2 separate regions of the Macaca mulatta genome follow, and region 2 is linked to region 1. The links are chromatin contacts, called in public Hi-C maps. All regions are on one chromosome and are shown on one strand. Each heading gives the region's core, a stretch centred on a gene start, on an enhancer-like site or on the middle of the called end of the contact. The rest is flanking DNA. Distances are from core to core; before and after follow the strand shown. Region 1 overlaps LANCL2 (LanC like glutathione S-transferase 2). Region 2 has its middle 90 kb from the start of LANCL2.

The links. A called contact is a pair of places that touch in the nucleus more often than the background predicts.
Region 2: a Hi-C map of sperm shows a contact between it and region 1, with 4 times the contacts expected there. The contact joins two enhancer-like sites. A contact is called at or near these places in 7 of 14 Hi-C or Micro-C datasets (CD4 T cells, cortical neurons, fetal cortex germinal zone and 4 more).

Annotation. Positions count from the first base shown.
Region 1 is chr3:73,046,912-73,054,183 of T2T-MMU8v2.0, reverse strand. It overlaps LANCL2 (LanC like glutathione S-transferase 2), which reads left to right. Exons shown (of 9, transcript NM_001261176.1): 8 at 2,580-2,652; 9 at 5,389-7,272. The coding sequence ends at 5,483. Among named protein-coding and RNA genes, the nearest start is that of LANCL2, 62 kb to the left of the region's middle. Within about 2 kb of position 2,318, at least 7 of the 40 cell types and tissues checked have an H3K27ac peak or open chromatin away from gene starts, as enhancers often do.
Region 2 is chr3:73,198,306-73,205,531 of T2T-MMU8v2.0, reverse strand. No RefSeq gene overlaps it. Among named protein-coding and RNA genes, the nearest start is that of LANCL2, 90 kb to the right of the region's middle. Within about 2 kb of position 3,426, at least 4 of the 40 cell types and tissues checked have an H3K27ac peak or open chromatin away from gene starts, as enhancers often do.

The DNA of each region.
Region 1 (7,272 bases), core at 1,069-3,568:
TTCTTCTAGCCTCAGTTTCCTCATTTGTACAGATAGAAAAAAAATACTACCCACCTCCTAAGGATGTTGCAAGCAGAACTGAGCTAATGTGCAGATCGTCTGTAATCATCCTGCCAGACCCTCCAGCGGCTTCCCATCGACTGTAGATGGAGCCTGCACTCCTCCGCCAGGTTGACAGAGCCCTGTGCACCTTGGCCCCCTCTGTGTCTCTGCCTAGTCTCCTCACTGTACCCTGCCCTCTAGCCTGCCGTAATACAGCCATGCCGCCCTAAGAACGGAGTGTGTCACTCTTGTTTCCGCTGGACCTGTCGTTAACTCTTCCCTTCAGGAGCACTCTTCCTTCAGCATGTGGATGGTGGCTCCTTGCCATGCTGATCTGAACTGTGACATTCTAAGAAGGACCTTTGAGACCCCCAAGTGGATGATCACTCAGTTGCTCATTGTATGTTTTTGCGTGTTTCTTGAGTATGTAGGCTGGTAGAACATAAGCTTCTTGATCTTGTTTGTCTGGGTCACTATTCTACACTAGTACTTGGAGCAGTGTATATCTCCTAGTAGAAACTCAGTAAACATGCACTGGACATGTGAAGATGAATGGCACAGAGCAAGACTCAGTAAATGTTTGCTAGTATTCTTATTATGTACACATTTCACAGAATGTAGTTGTGTGCACACAGAAAAAAGATTGGAAGAAAATACACTAAAGTGTGTACAGTGACCCTTGTTAGATGGAGGCATTGCGGCTGATGTGTTCTTTATACTTTTTGAATATCTGTTACTTTATGAAGCCTTTTCTCAACCCAAATGGAATGGGCCCCACCTTGTTGGTGCGCCGGAAAATGCACGCACATCTGTGGCTCCCCCACTGATGGAAGCATGCAGGAGGCTGTGGAAGCAAAGAGGGCAGGGCCCAATTTGGCATGGCAGGTCAGCAGAAGAAACTGCTGTTCCGAAGTCCCGGAGGTGTGAGCGCCCAGACACTATGGCTGGAGCACGGGGGATGGGGCAGAACAGGAGCCAGCAAGCGGGGAGCAGCTAGATTCCGCAGTCCTGGGCCAGCCTTGATGATGTGATGATGGTAGATGATTATGCAAATATGGACAATGCAGGAGGGTTGAGATGCCGCCGGTTTTTTAAAGATGAGGGGTTTTTCAGGTGGGCCAGGCAGGGGTGGCCTGCAGAGGTGGAATGCAGTTCTGATAAGGAGAATAGCCTGGGCAGAGCTGCAGAGCAGGAACCAGCTCAGTGTGTTCCTGACTCCATAAGCACTTCAGCCTTTAGGGTGCAAAGGGAAGGAAATGTGTGAGGAAAGGTGTGAGGAAGGAAAGGTGAAGTCAGACAGGTAGGTGGAGGCCGGAGAAAGTTAGTCCTTCCCTGTAGCCAGTAGTTCTCAACCTTGTACCACTGGGAAGCTTTCAGATAATGACTGGACCTCACTGTAGACCAGTTAAATGAGGAACCCCCAGCACTAATATTTTTCAAGCTCCCCCAGTAATTTTAGTAATCAGCTAGCATTGGATACCGATTTGGAAGATGGGGGCTCATGGAAGGGTTTGGAATCCATGTTCAGACTCCTCTTTTAGAAAGATCGCTGTGGTCCCAGTAGGAAGAATGAGGCGAACTTGGGTTTCCCTAAATAGCGGTTTAGTAATTAATGCAAGAAATGTTGAGTTATAAACCAAAGCATAGGTTGGGATAAAAAATGAGACATTTAGAAACACGTATGATGTAAAGCCCATAGAATTTAATGCATGTTTTTAAATGTGGAGAAGATGGAAATATCTGAATGTCTTTCTGTTGTCTGACTCAGAAAACTGGGTAGATGGGCCATCAGACAAGCTAAGAGTGAGCAGATTGGGAGGGTAAACGCAGAGTGAGTTTCTTTTTACGTGTGCTGAACTTGATACTCCTCATGTTTATTACTTATGATTCTTAGTGTACAAATGACTCTTCAAATTATGTTAGCTTAGGCACAAAAGGGAAGTTTATTAAAACGATATGGAAATACCCATTGAAGAGGTCTAAGAAAAAAGGGTCAAGGAGCTCAGAGGAGACCACAGGAAGGGCTGAGAGCCAGGGGCTGTGAAGGTGGGGAGACTGCCAAGCAGCAGCTGTGGAGGGGCTGTGGTGAGAGGCGGCGCCCCGGGCAGGGCTGAAGCTGTTTCCCAGCTGGGGCCGGGGGAGCTGGCAGCTGCTGCTGAGGGCCGTTTTAGACCCAGGGTTTTTTGTTCAGGATAGAGCAGGCGTTTCGAGTTGCTTCTAGAATCGTCAGCTGAAGCGGCAGGAGGAAGGTGCCAGGGAGAACAGAGTGTCATTGAGCTGTTCAGTTTTCACCTCAGACTTCCCAGCAGCCGTAAGGCAGACCCCACTCTACAGCTGAGGCAGCCACAAGCAGAGGTGACAAGACTTGCTAGGCCTTGCCCCTGGAAGAGGGGGCGCAGGAGCCCGTGGAGCCCACGCTGAATGCCCTACAGCTGGGGGTCCACTTCCCTAATTCCTGTGAAGACATTGCATTCTCATTTATTACCTTTTCACCAAGTAGAAACTCCAGTCTTAAAAAGAAATCCCTTTCTTTTCAGTTTGCAGAGTGGTGTCTGGATTATGGAGCACACGGGTGCCGCATTCCTGACAGACCCTATTCACTCTTTGAAGGTAAGAGTGAGAAAAATGCTATGGTTTAAATGTTTGGGTGAAATTGGTTCTCCTGCCCCTGTGGACTGGCACTGTTCACATTTGACCTGGCTCAAGTAATACTTCCAAACTGTAAAATAAGTCAGCAAATTAGCTTATTGCTGAAAATTATGTTGAATCTCCTCACCTTACCTATGTTTTTTGCTCCTGTGAATGTCTTCCAAGTGCTGTTAGGTTTTGTGAGGTGTCTCTGCAGACAGAACGTAGGCGGCTTGCTTTTAGCAATGGAAGAAATAGTTTACTCCTCTGTGTTTCATCTGTAATGTTGCGTACTTAATATTGGTGTATTCATGGGAAGCTTTACTAATTACTTAATATATATTTAATATTATATAAAGAAGTATGAATAATTAATATTGGCAATTAGAAATATTGGTAATTAGAAAAATAGCAAAAGTGAATATTGAAGAAGGTTCTGAAAAGAAGAGCACCGTTAGGCAGTCAGTGAAAGCAGCAAGGATTCCAAGTCCACCAAGGGCACAGGGGAGGGAAGACCGGAGCACAAACAGAGAAGCCCCACAGACAGGCCCGGATACTCATTAGATTTATATGTGGGTGTGGGCGTGCTTTCTGTTTGCTAATATTTTGGTAGAGGTTTTTGCATCTCTGTTCATGAAGGGTACTGGCCTATAGTTTTCCTGTTTTGTGCTGTCTTTCTCTGGTGTTGGTATCAGGGTCATACTGACCTAACAAACTGTGTTGAGAAGTGTCTTTCTTCTCTTCTGTTCTCTGGGACGGACTGTGTGTTAATTGGTGGAAGAATTGGTATTAATGTAACTGAAATGTTTAGTAGAATTCTCTAGTACAAACTTCTAGGTCTGGAGATTTATTTTTCTAGACTTTTAAAAGAAATTCAATTTTTAAAATAGTTATAGGGCTGTTCAAGTTTCATATTGGGTGAGCTGTCATAGTTTGTAATTTTGGGGAAATCGGTTAATTGTGTACATGTGGTGAAATTCATATGTGTACGCTATTGGTAGTATCCCCTTATCATCCTCTGTCTACATCATCTGTAGTGGTATGTCCTGTTTTAGTTTTTATACTGGTAATATTTTTAAATCACTTTTTAGAAATATGAGCAGAAAATAGAACATGTGTCACATCTTTTGCAGAAGATGATCTTTTTAATATTCAAAGAACTCATAAGGAAAAAGTACTTATTAGAATAAAAGTTTTAGTCCTCGATGTCATAAAAGTGCAATGCATTTGCATCAGATATAACAGAGTTAATGCCGGCACTCTAAATGGAGTTTATCTAGTTGATAATAGCACCTCCAGAGCCCCAGTGGGTCGAAAGCTTTGGACCCTAAAGGCAGGAAATTCATAGGTCACCTCCTTCCCCTGTGCCTCGCCAGTGCCTGGCAGACAGAACTGTGGGAGACTCTCACCAAATTCCCGTCGGGATGGAGGGATCATTAGTCCATGTGCCTAGCAACGCAGGCCATTGTGGCAAACTGGCTGGCTGGAAGAGCCACTGGGAGGGCTCCCTGGCACCTGGCGCCTCTTCTGGAGGAGCTCACTCCTGCTGGAGCGCGCCGCCCAGTGGATCTGCTGCCCACACACCTGAGCAGGAAAGCCAGGCTCGTCCCCGCAGGGCCTGCTGTGGGGCCTCCTATGCTCGTTATGGGTCCCTGTTTACTTCTCATGGGCACTCCTAGGTCAGTGGTTTTCTGATTTTTTAAATAAGTTTCTGGAACCCTTTCTTTAAACAAACTTACAGAGAAGGCTGGGAACACCCCAGATGACCTTCAGTAGGCAAAATGGGGAAACGGTCTGCAGTGTACTGTTCAGCAGTATGACGGGGCCAACTATGGACACGCACAGAACATGAGTGAACTGCAGGAACCCTGACAAAGGAACCAGATGCAAGGGCTGTACACTGTGGCCATGCTCCTAAGAGTGCCAAAGCAGGCAGAAGTAATCCCTGGTGGACCAAGACCAGGCTGCCGGTTACCCCTGGGGGGACCACAGGGGCTGGAGGGACTGGAGAGGGGCACTTGGAACTTGTGGGGTGATGGAAATATTCCAGGTCTTAATCGCGTTTCTTTTGCACAGGTGTATATGCATTTGACAAACCCTCAGAGAAGTACACTTTGGATTTGTGTGTTTCATTGTACGTGAATTTTATATCAAAAGAAAAACTGTAAACAAAAACCCTATAAGGGAGGAATTGTTCTGATTTGAGTGGGGACAGGAGACCTGGAGGCCTTGGTGGGCTACTAGCGCCTTCCCCATCCCATACCCTTCCTATGCTGCTGTGAGTCTAGTTGAAAACCCGCTGCTTAATTACTGCAGTGATCTGGGGTGGGGATTTTGGCCAAATATCAAGAAGATGTAAAAGCAACTTTGAGCATATACAGGTTCTTGAGGGGAAGCTCCATGTGTAGGAGTATCGTAATTAGCAGCATCCATAAGTTCCATAGCGATTCTATGATGTCACCTTAAAGTTTCAAGATATAAGATTAAAGCCCAGTAACCAATTTTTAAAATATAAGACCGTGAGGAAAGCTGGTATTATTATATTACCTGCTGGGTGCTAAATATAAGGATATCTTTGTTTTTTAATGAAGTCATCTTTAGAGTCCTCAGCACCTTTCCCACATGCTTGCAGCCCCTGGTAAGGGAAATGATTAAAAGTCACTGTCTTAGACACTACCCTTGTGCCATTCGTAAGAGGCTCCTCATTTTACGTTGCAGGCATGGCTGGCGCTATTCACTTTCTCTCCGATGTCCTGGGACCAGAGACATCACGGTTTCCAGCATTTGAACTTGACTCTTCGAAGAGGGATTAAAAGGTGCAAAAAGACAACTAAAATACCCGTTTGGAACAAAAGCCACCAGATTGCTTAGTGCCTGACACAGAAACAACTGGGAATCCTGAAAGAGAAGCAGACACTGTCACAGGCCCCTCTGTTAGAGCATGAGTGATCGAAGCCATCCATCAACATTAACGGCACCCTCATCAGTATAAAATATGACTTCTTCACATACAGATTCTCTGTAGTGTTTGCATGTTTCTTGGTGTTTGTTGTATCCAGGTGTAAGTTGTTTTAAATGGAAGGCCCTTCTATTCCTGGGGGCTCAGAGCTGACCACGCATGAATGTATGGCAGTGTCCACTTTTCTGTATAAAATGTATAAAGTGGGGTTTCTTCCATATTGACAAACGAGGGAACAGGTGATATCTATCTGGTATATCAGAAAGATTATCTAGGGTCTATCCTAGTAATAATACATTGTCAGCCTTTTCTGTGGCACCTTCCAGATGAGTATGAGGGAACCACCACTCCAAGGATGGACAGGAGCAGCAGTTCCGCAGGGGCGTGCTGGGGTGGTTTGGGAGGGCACAGCTGAACGCTTCCTGTTTGGATTTTGCACTCACCTTCGTGTTTTAAAGAAGCCTCAGGGTGCACTGTGGCCCTGTCAGGGCCCCATTCCCAGCAGAGGCTTCAGGTGCTTTGTGTAGGGTCCAGGGCAGCCGGAGCTTTGAGGGTGAGACTTCTGGACCCAAAGGGAGCTTTCCCAGGAAGCCTTTGGTGGCCACACTGTAGGCAGCAGTGACTAAGCACTGGCAGTTCCAGAACATTTACCCAGGTGTATGTTACTAAAACAGGCTCCACCTCAGTTTATCAGCGTTACAAGTTACTGTTCTAAGAAGAGTAAATACAGTTCCAGATGGGTTATTACAGATGAACAGAAAGTCACTCAGCTGGACTCATGTCCCTGCAATTAAACTTATTTCAACCTTTTGGAAAGTTATCAAAGTCTAAATTTGGAATGAATGCATTTCATATTTTTTGTCTACTTTTGGGTGATAAGTACTAGCCCTCATTTATAGATATGAGAAACATAATGTTCTAACCAGCATCATTATGGTATTTGTGTGACTTTTATTTAAAAAAATGTGAGCAGTAATTTGGGTTAGCCTACCTTCATTCATTCTGTCACATAGATTTCAGTTTTTAGAAGGGTTTCTGTCATCCTGGAACAGGTGGTCTGGGACTAAGGACTTCTCATCTTGTGAGCTAAGGCTTGTGTCATGAAAGACAAGTGGACTCTCTTAACAGCCCAGTCTTCGTCTGCAGGGGGCAGCCTGAGCATTTCCCAGCCCCAGTATCCACACCTCTCAGAAAGGAGAAAAAAGAATGTCAGTTTAGGAGAAAAGCCTCCTTTTTACTTGTGTGATTATGTGTGGAGCTGGCACCCTAAATGTGTGACATTCAGCTTCTAAACGATGCCTGGAGAGTCTCTTTGCTGCAGACACCCTTGCTCCTGAGTCATGATTATTTTCTTTCATGTTAGATTGACGACTTCTGTGAATAGAACTCATCCTGATCCTATTTTACCTGACCTCCTGGACCCGCTGATGGGCTTTGCAGGCAGTCCAGCAGCCCAACCTGCAGGCAGGATGCTGTCATCAACGAGCTGAGGACAGCTGCTTTGCAGAAGACCTCACACGATGTCCAATCACATCCAAATAACATTGTTCCCATCCTCCCCACCCACCTCATCAAAACATAACACATCACAGCACTCGGTAGAGGTCCTGCCTCCCCGTTTCCCAAGGAAAGCAAGTAGGCAA
Region 2 (7,226 bases), core at 2,177-4,676, 150 kb before region 1:
CTGAGGGCACAGCGTGGGTGTCTGTGGGGGGATTGGCTGTGGCTGAGAGACTGGGATTCATTTCAGGTGTGAACGACAGGGCTCAGTGGGAATGGAATGCAGCCTAACCTCCAGGGCTGCTCCAGCCCCTGTGTAGCCGGGTCCTGGCCATGTGGTGGGTGTTAGCCACTCACTGAAAGACTGATGGGGCACTGCTCCCAGGGTCCCCTCTAGTCAGCTAGAGTCTATAATGCAGGTAGAATATCCACAAGCCCTTCTGGAGAGAGGGGAAGGCAGCATTTGGAGGAGCCCCAGGGAGGGCTTGCCCTGGGACCTCAGGGGTGGCTGAGGAGCTGAAAGGAGGCCACGTTCCCCAGGGCAGCAGTGCACTGAGGAATGGACGAAAGGGCCATCGAGATGCCCCGGTGCCAGAGCGCTGTTGGCCTGAGGGATTTGCTAACCTAGTGGAAAGAGTGGAAGGGCCACAGGGAGGCTACCTGAGATGGAATGGGAAGAAGTCCCCAGGACAAGGAGGCTGTCTCCATGTAGACCCTCAAAAACAAAGAACCAGCCCAAGTGACGACTGCTAACATTTGTTAAGTGGTTGCCATGCACCTGGCAGAAAGTGAGAGCCTTCCACCATCTAGCAGCTGTGGCCCGGCTGTGGGAGGTGACTTCCCAGTCATTCATGAAATACCGCATGGCTTTGTCGCCAGCAGCTCCAAGGTGGTGCTAGCCCCATTCTGCTTCTCAGGAAACTAGGTGTATTTGTTTCCACTGCTGCTCTAACAAACTACCATAAACCCATGGCTTAAAACGCAGACATGTATTCCGTCAGGGTTCTGGAGACCAAGAGCTCCAAATCAAGGCATTAGCAGGGCCCTGTCTCCTCTCAAGGTTCCAGGGAAGAATCCTCCCTTGCCTCTTCTGAGATTCCGGTGGCTCCCAGCAGTATCTGGGCTCCTCGGCTTGTGGAGGCATCACTCCAGCCCCTCCTCCACTATCACACGGGCTTCCCTTCTGTGTGTCTCTGCATCTCTTTCCCTCATCTTATAAATCACATTTCAGGGCCCACGCAAATCCAGGATGAACTCAACTAATTATATCTGCAAAGACCTTATTTCCAAATACGGCAATCTGTCACATTCTGAGGTCCTGGGTGGAGATGGATTTTGGGAGTCATTATTTACCCTGTTTTTTTTTTATTATACTTTAAGTTCTAGGGCACATGTTCACAACATGCAGTTTTGTTACATATGTATACATGTGCCATGTTGGTGTGCTGCACCCATCAACTTGTCAGCACCCATCAACTCATCATTTACATCAGGTATAACTCCCAATGCCATCCCTCCCCCCATTCTCCCTCCCCATAATAGGCCCCGGTGTGTGATGTTCTCCTTCCCGTGTCCAAGTGATCTCATTGTTCAATTGTCACCTATAAGTGAGAACATGCGGTGTTTGGTTTTCTGTTCTTGCAATAGTTTGCTGAGAATGATGGTTTCCAGTTGCATCCATGTCCCTACAAAGGACACGAACTCATCCTTTTTTATGGCTGCATAGTATTCCGTGGTGTATATGTGCCACATTTTCTTAATCCAGTCTGTCACTGATGGACATTTGGGTTGATTCCAAGTCTTTGCTATTGCGAATAGTGCCACAATAAATATACGTGTGCATGTGTCGTTATAGCAGCACGATTTATAATCCTTTGGGTATATACCCAGTAATGGGATGGCTGGGTCATATGGTATTTCTAGTTCTAGATCCTTGAGGAATCGCCACACTGTTTTCCACAATGGTTGAACTAGTTTACAATCCCACCAACAGTGTAAGTGTTCCTATTTCTCCACATCCTCTCCAGCACCTGTTGTTTCCTGACTTTTTAATGACTGCCATTCTAACTGGCATGAGATGGTATCTCATTGTGGTTTTGATTTGCATTTCTCTGATGGCAAGTGATGACGAGCATTTTTTCATGTGTCTGTTGGCTGTATGAATGTCTTCTTTTAAGAAACGTCTGTTCATATCTTTTGCCCACTTTTTGATGGGGTTGTTTTTTCTTGTAAATTTGAGTTCTTTGTAGATTCTGGATATTAGCCCTTTGTTAGATGAGTAGATTGCAAAAATTTTCTCCCATTCTGTAGGTTGCCTGTTCACTCAGATGGTAGTTTCTTTTGCCGTGCAGAAGCTCTTTGGTTTAATTAGATCCCATTTGTCAATTACACTGAGTCTTTGGAAAGTTTAAGAAATTACCTAAGTTTCCACAACAAATAAAAAGGTGGCTGAAATGGGGTTTGAACCCCCGGAGTGAAGCTGCCCCTGTAGCCCACAGTGGTGTCAGCAGCCCGAGGGCTGAACAGCTCTAACCTCATCCCCCCACCCAAGAAACTGCCCCACCACTGCCATCATTTTTAAGTCAGAGACACAGAACCCAGTAGAGAACACAGGGCAGGTCTCAGAAGAACGCTGGCTGGAATACAGGGCAGGTCTCAGAGCAGGGCCCAGGCTAGAACATAGGGCGAGTCTCGGAGCAGGGCCCAGGCTGGAACACAGAGCAGGTCTCAGAGAAGAACCCAGGTTGGAATACAGGGCGGGTCTCAGAGCAGGGCCCAGGCTGGAACGCAGGGCAGGTCTCGGAGTAGGGCCCAGGCTGGGACACGGGGCAGGTCTCAGAGAAGAACCCGGACTGGGTCTTGGAGCAGGGCCCAGACTGGAACACAGGGTGGGTCTCAGAGAAGGGCCCAGGCTGGAACACGGGGCAAGTCTCAGAGCAGGGTCCTGGGGACAGCAGCACCAATGGCTCTTCCCGAGTGGACTAAGTGAGCTAGGAGGGCTCTTTTAACTCTGCAAGCCTCAGGTCCGTCTTGAGACTCGTGGGAGATTCCGTACACCTCCTAGGCATCCCAAGAAGTGTTTTCCCCAGATACTTGTTTCTTCATTAACCCTACATTTGCTGCCACCCTCTAATTAATGTGATCTATCAAGAAAATTTATCTTCAGTCTTCTCTCTGGACTCCCCACTTCCTCTGGCAGTCCCGAGCCATTCTAAATTAGATTTCATAATCCTTCCCCAGATGTTTAATTCTCCTAATGAGCATTTTCTAGCTCAGGCCTGCACTGCTCTGGCCTGTAGGGTCCCTAAGGTGTGCCCATGGGGAAGGCGGTACTCTTCAGGGCTTGGAGTGGATTTTAATATTTAAATCTTCACAGCACTGCAGACACTAGATGGCAGTGGTTCCTAATTATTGGTGGCTCCAGGCACACTCACCTTCTTCCTGTGCTGTCCAGGGAGGTCAGACACCGGTGTGGAGGTGGGAAGTGGAGCATCCCTAACCCACCAACCCCATCCTGCAGACCCAGACCCAGAGAGCTCAGCCCAGGCGAGGAAGAAAGGAAAGGATTAAGGGAAGCACTGAGAGGGAAGCTGTGAAGCAATGAATTTGACGAGAGGTGCCGATTTCCTCTCCAAGTGCCTCAGACAGATCCACCCCTGAGAGGCCCTTACAGAATGATCCTCTCCAGGGGAGGCTCAGAAGCTGTGGCCATTGCCTGGCAAGGTTTTAGGAGCCTGCCCTACCTCGCCCCCACCCCTTATCCCCCACAGGTAGGAAAGTCCTTGGGAAAGGCAACTCAGCAGGGTTCATCAAAAGCCCCCAAAATGTCATATGATCACTTTATATGTAGGAATTTGTTGTAAGATTAGAAGTCAATAAGAATATATGTTTGGGAAACCAAGGCAGGCAGATTGTTTGAGCTCAGGAGTTTGAGACCAGCCTGGACAACATGGCAAAACCCAGTCCCTACAAAAAATACAAAAGTTAGCCAGGTGTGGTGGTGCTTGCCTGTAGTCCTAATTACTTGGGGGCTGAGGTAAGATGATCACTTGAGCCCAGAAAGTCAAGGCTGCAGTGAGATGAGATCACACCACTGCACTCTAGCCTGGGTGATAGAGTGAGATTTAAAGGGAAAGAGAAAGAAAAAAGAAAACAGACTATTCATTGTAGAGTTATTTACAGTAGTGCGAATTTGGAAACTGTGTAAATTATACAACTGTTAAAAGAAAAACTTCAGTCAATTAAATTTAAAGGAGTTTATCTGAGAAATGAACCTTTCACAAATTGGGCAGTCCCCAGAATCACAGCAGGTTCAGAGAGACCCCAGGGCTGCCTTGTGGTCAGAAAAAAATTATAGACAAAAAAGGGAAATGACGTACAGAGATCAGCAGTGAGGTACAGAACAGCGGGATTGGTTGCAGGTTGGTGTTTGCCTTGTTTGAACACGGTTTGAACACTCAGCAGTGCATGAATGGTTGAAGAACGGCTGCTGCGATTGGCCAGGTCTCAGCTATTGTTACAGGTGCATACACTTAGGTAGACAAGATTGAGAACCTAACTTACTAAGTTAGGTTACAGTTCATCCACAAGGACTCAAATATAGAAGTGCAGAGTCCTTCTCAGGCCGTATTTCATTAACCTTAACACTTCTCCCCTTTTAGTCATTTTCTCAATTTTCAGCGATTGACCAAAACTTTAGTCATTGATGTCATTATCACCAAGGTAAATGTACTATTCGGCCTTGAAGCCCACTGGGGAACAATAGAACCGGGAGTTTTGCAAAGGTGGGAACAAGGACTGAGTAGAGGGTAGCTCCTTATGCTGGAACGTCCCGTTTACAGAGAAAAACAAAACCTGGTCTGTTACAGGACCTATGTGTTTCCTTAAAATCTTAGTTTGATCATGTCACATTTAGCACAAGTGACTCCATTTTTGTTTGGTTTGGTCTGTTGGAGCCTAGTGCATAAGCTCCAAAACAATGGCTTCTCATCATTTTGTTTAAAATTTTTACTGAAATTCTCACTTAGGTAAGAGTGTGACTAAAACTTGGGCCTTAGTGCCACTCTGTTACCATCATTTTTGGTTTCTCATCTCAGCACTTCATTCATAGCTTATGGTATCCCCATGGTTGCAGATTCCTTTCAGCTCTTGTCATTCCAGTTGAAGACAGACCATTTGGCATTCTAGAGATGGCTGCATGCAAACATTTAAAACCTTTGAGGGAATGAAGCGCACCAGGAATATTACTATTACGGCTATCCGGAGGATAATACCGAGAGTTTGGAGAATGCTCCTTACCCAGGGTCCCCATAAACTAAACCACCTAAAATTAAACAGATCAAAGAATGAGCTAGATAGTCTACTTGCCTAACTAAGCAGTCTTTTCATTAAACCCCTACAACTGAATCTCTGTAATACCCGATGTTTTCTCCATAGACCATAGTGCCAGCAGCTTCACAGATACTGCTATTTAGCCAGTAAGTAATCTAGAGCAATTCTATTGTTTAGCGTAACTTTCATAAAAGAGTTTAAAGTCTGTTGTGTAACCATAGCCTTTACAGTAGCATTTGCTATAGAGCTTATTAAGAGGGATACATTTCTAATCATTGCCTCTTTTACAAAACTCCCGGTTCTATTGTTCCCCAGTGGGCTTCAAGGCCGAATAGTACATTTACTATTTTTACTTCTATTATTCATAGAGGCATAAGCAAGGAAAAAAAAATATTTGAAGATAAGAGTCTTGATCCATGATCTTGGGAAAAACTGTTCACATCAAGGATGCCATCTTCTTCTGGGGAGAAACTTCCCTGGTTAGATTTACCTTAAGGGTTCTAATGGGTATACAGTTCCACAAGTGTGAAGAAAGCCTTCTCAGCTGTGAGATTACGAACCCAAGTTTCAAGGACCCAAAATTTTGTTTCAGTGTGGACGGTAAGGGCAGTCTTTCTCTGATGTTCTCAGAAGATCCAATCTTCAGGTTCTAGACTGTGAATGGGTTGATTGTCCTCAGTGAACCATAAAAAGCTTTCTTTACCTGGTGAAAACACACTGTGGCATAATAAGCTACTGTTGTAACATCAGCCCTCTTACATGGGAACGTATTTATACAAACAGAAAACAGGCATTGAAAATGACAATTGAATGAAATCCCTTTATAAATGTTTAAATGGCCCATCAAATAGCAGAATATACCTAAAGTTTTGGTTGTCTTCCAAGGAATATGGTTTTTATATTTGTCAAAATAAACATTTTGACAATGTTTAGTGACAACTAAACATTGTTCATAAACTATGTTAGCAATTTAGAAGTCATCACACCAATATATATTTAATGTGGATCATTCTCTCTTTTCCATAATGAGTCTTGGAATACAGAACTTTTTTTTTTTTTAAGACTGAGTTTCACTCTTGTCACCCAGGCTAGAGTGCATGGCACGATCTCAGCTCAATGTAACCTCCATCTCCCAGTGATTCTCCTGCCTCAGCCTCCCAAGTAGCTGAGATTACAGGCACCTGCCACCGCACCCAGTTCATTATTGTACTTTCAGTACAGATGGGGTTTCACCATGTTGGCCAGGCTGGTCTTGAACTATTGACCTCAGGCGATCCACCTGCCTTGGCCTCCCAAAGTGGTGGCATTACAGGTGTGAGTCACCGTGCCTAGCCACTGAAAAGCTGGAAGACAAAAACGAACCTCCAAAATTAAGGGTCCCATATTTATACCAGATCCTAGATCCCAAAAAAGAGGAAATCAGCCCATCTCCCATGGGAGCCTTCTTTCTCAGTGAGGGGTGGGGACGTTGCCGCATCTTCCAGGTGGCCAAGAGCTTGCTTCTCTAATTCAAACATGCGAAGAACTGAGTATCCCTGCCATAACTGCCATCAGCCATCACTAAAGTAGATTTCCTACCTCATTATTACACACCAAAGTTCTCTCATAATGCAAAGTAGTTTCTGATACCTCCCAAAAGTCAAAACTGTCAGATAACGTAATGCAAAATGAACAAAGCCTTAGATTTTTAAAAGGGATCTATCCGTTTTCAATTCCTGGGGTTCTATGAGAATAACACATTTTTCCCAAAATGGATTATGTAGCTAGCACCTCCTGTTTTCCCAAGGAGTCCAGGTTATTAGAAGTTATCTCAGGGCCTCTCATGTGTGCATTGAGAATGGCAAGACAAAATAGAGAAAAATAATTCCAGTCAACTGAGAAGAAAAAAACCTTTTTCCAGAAAAACAAGATCCAAGAGAAAAACAAAAAGGCCTTTTAAATATACCTATAGCTTCGATATCCACTTTCAATTAAGCTGACGTTTAACCATAGCGCACTTAAAAAAATTCTTTTAAATCTCTTATTACCCAACTTTAGCCATGCCAAGTGGCCAATATTTCTGGCTTTTAAACTTTACCA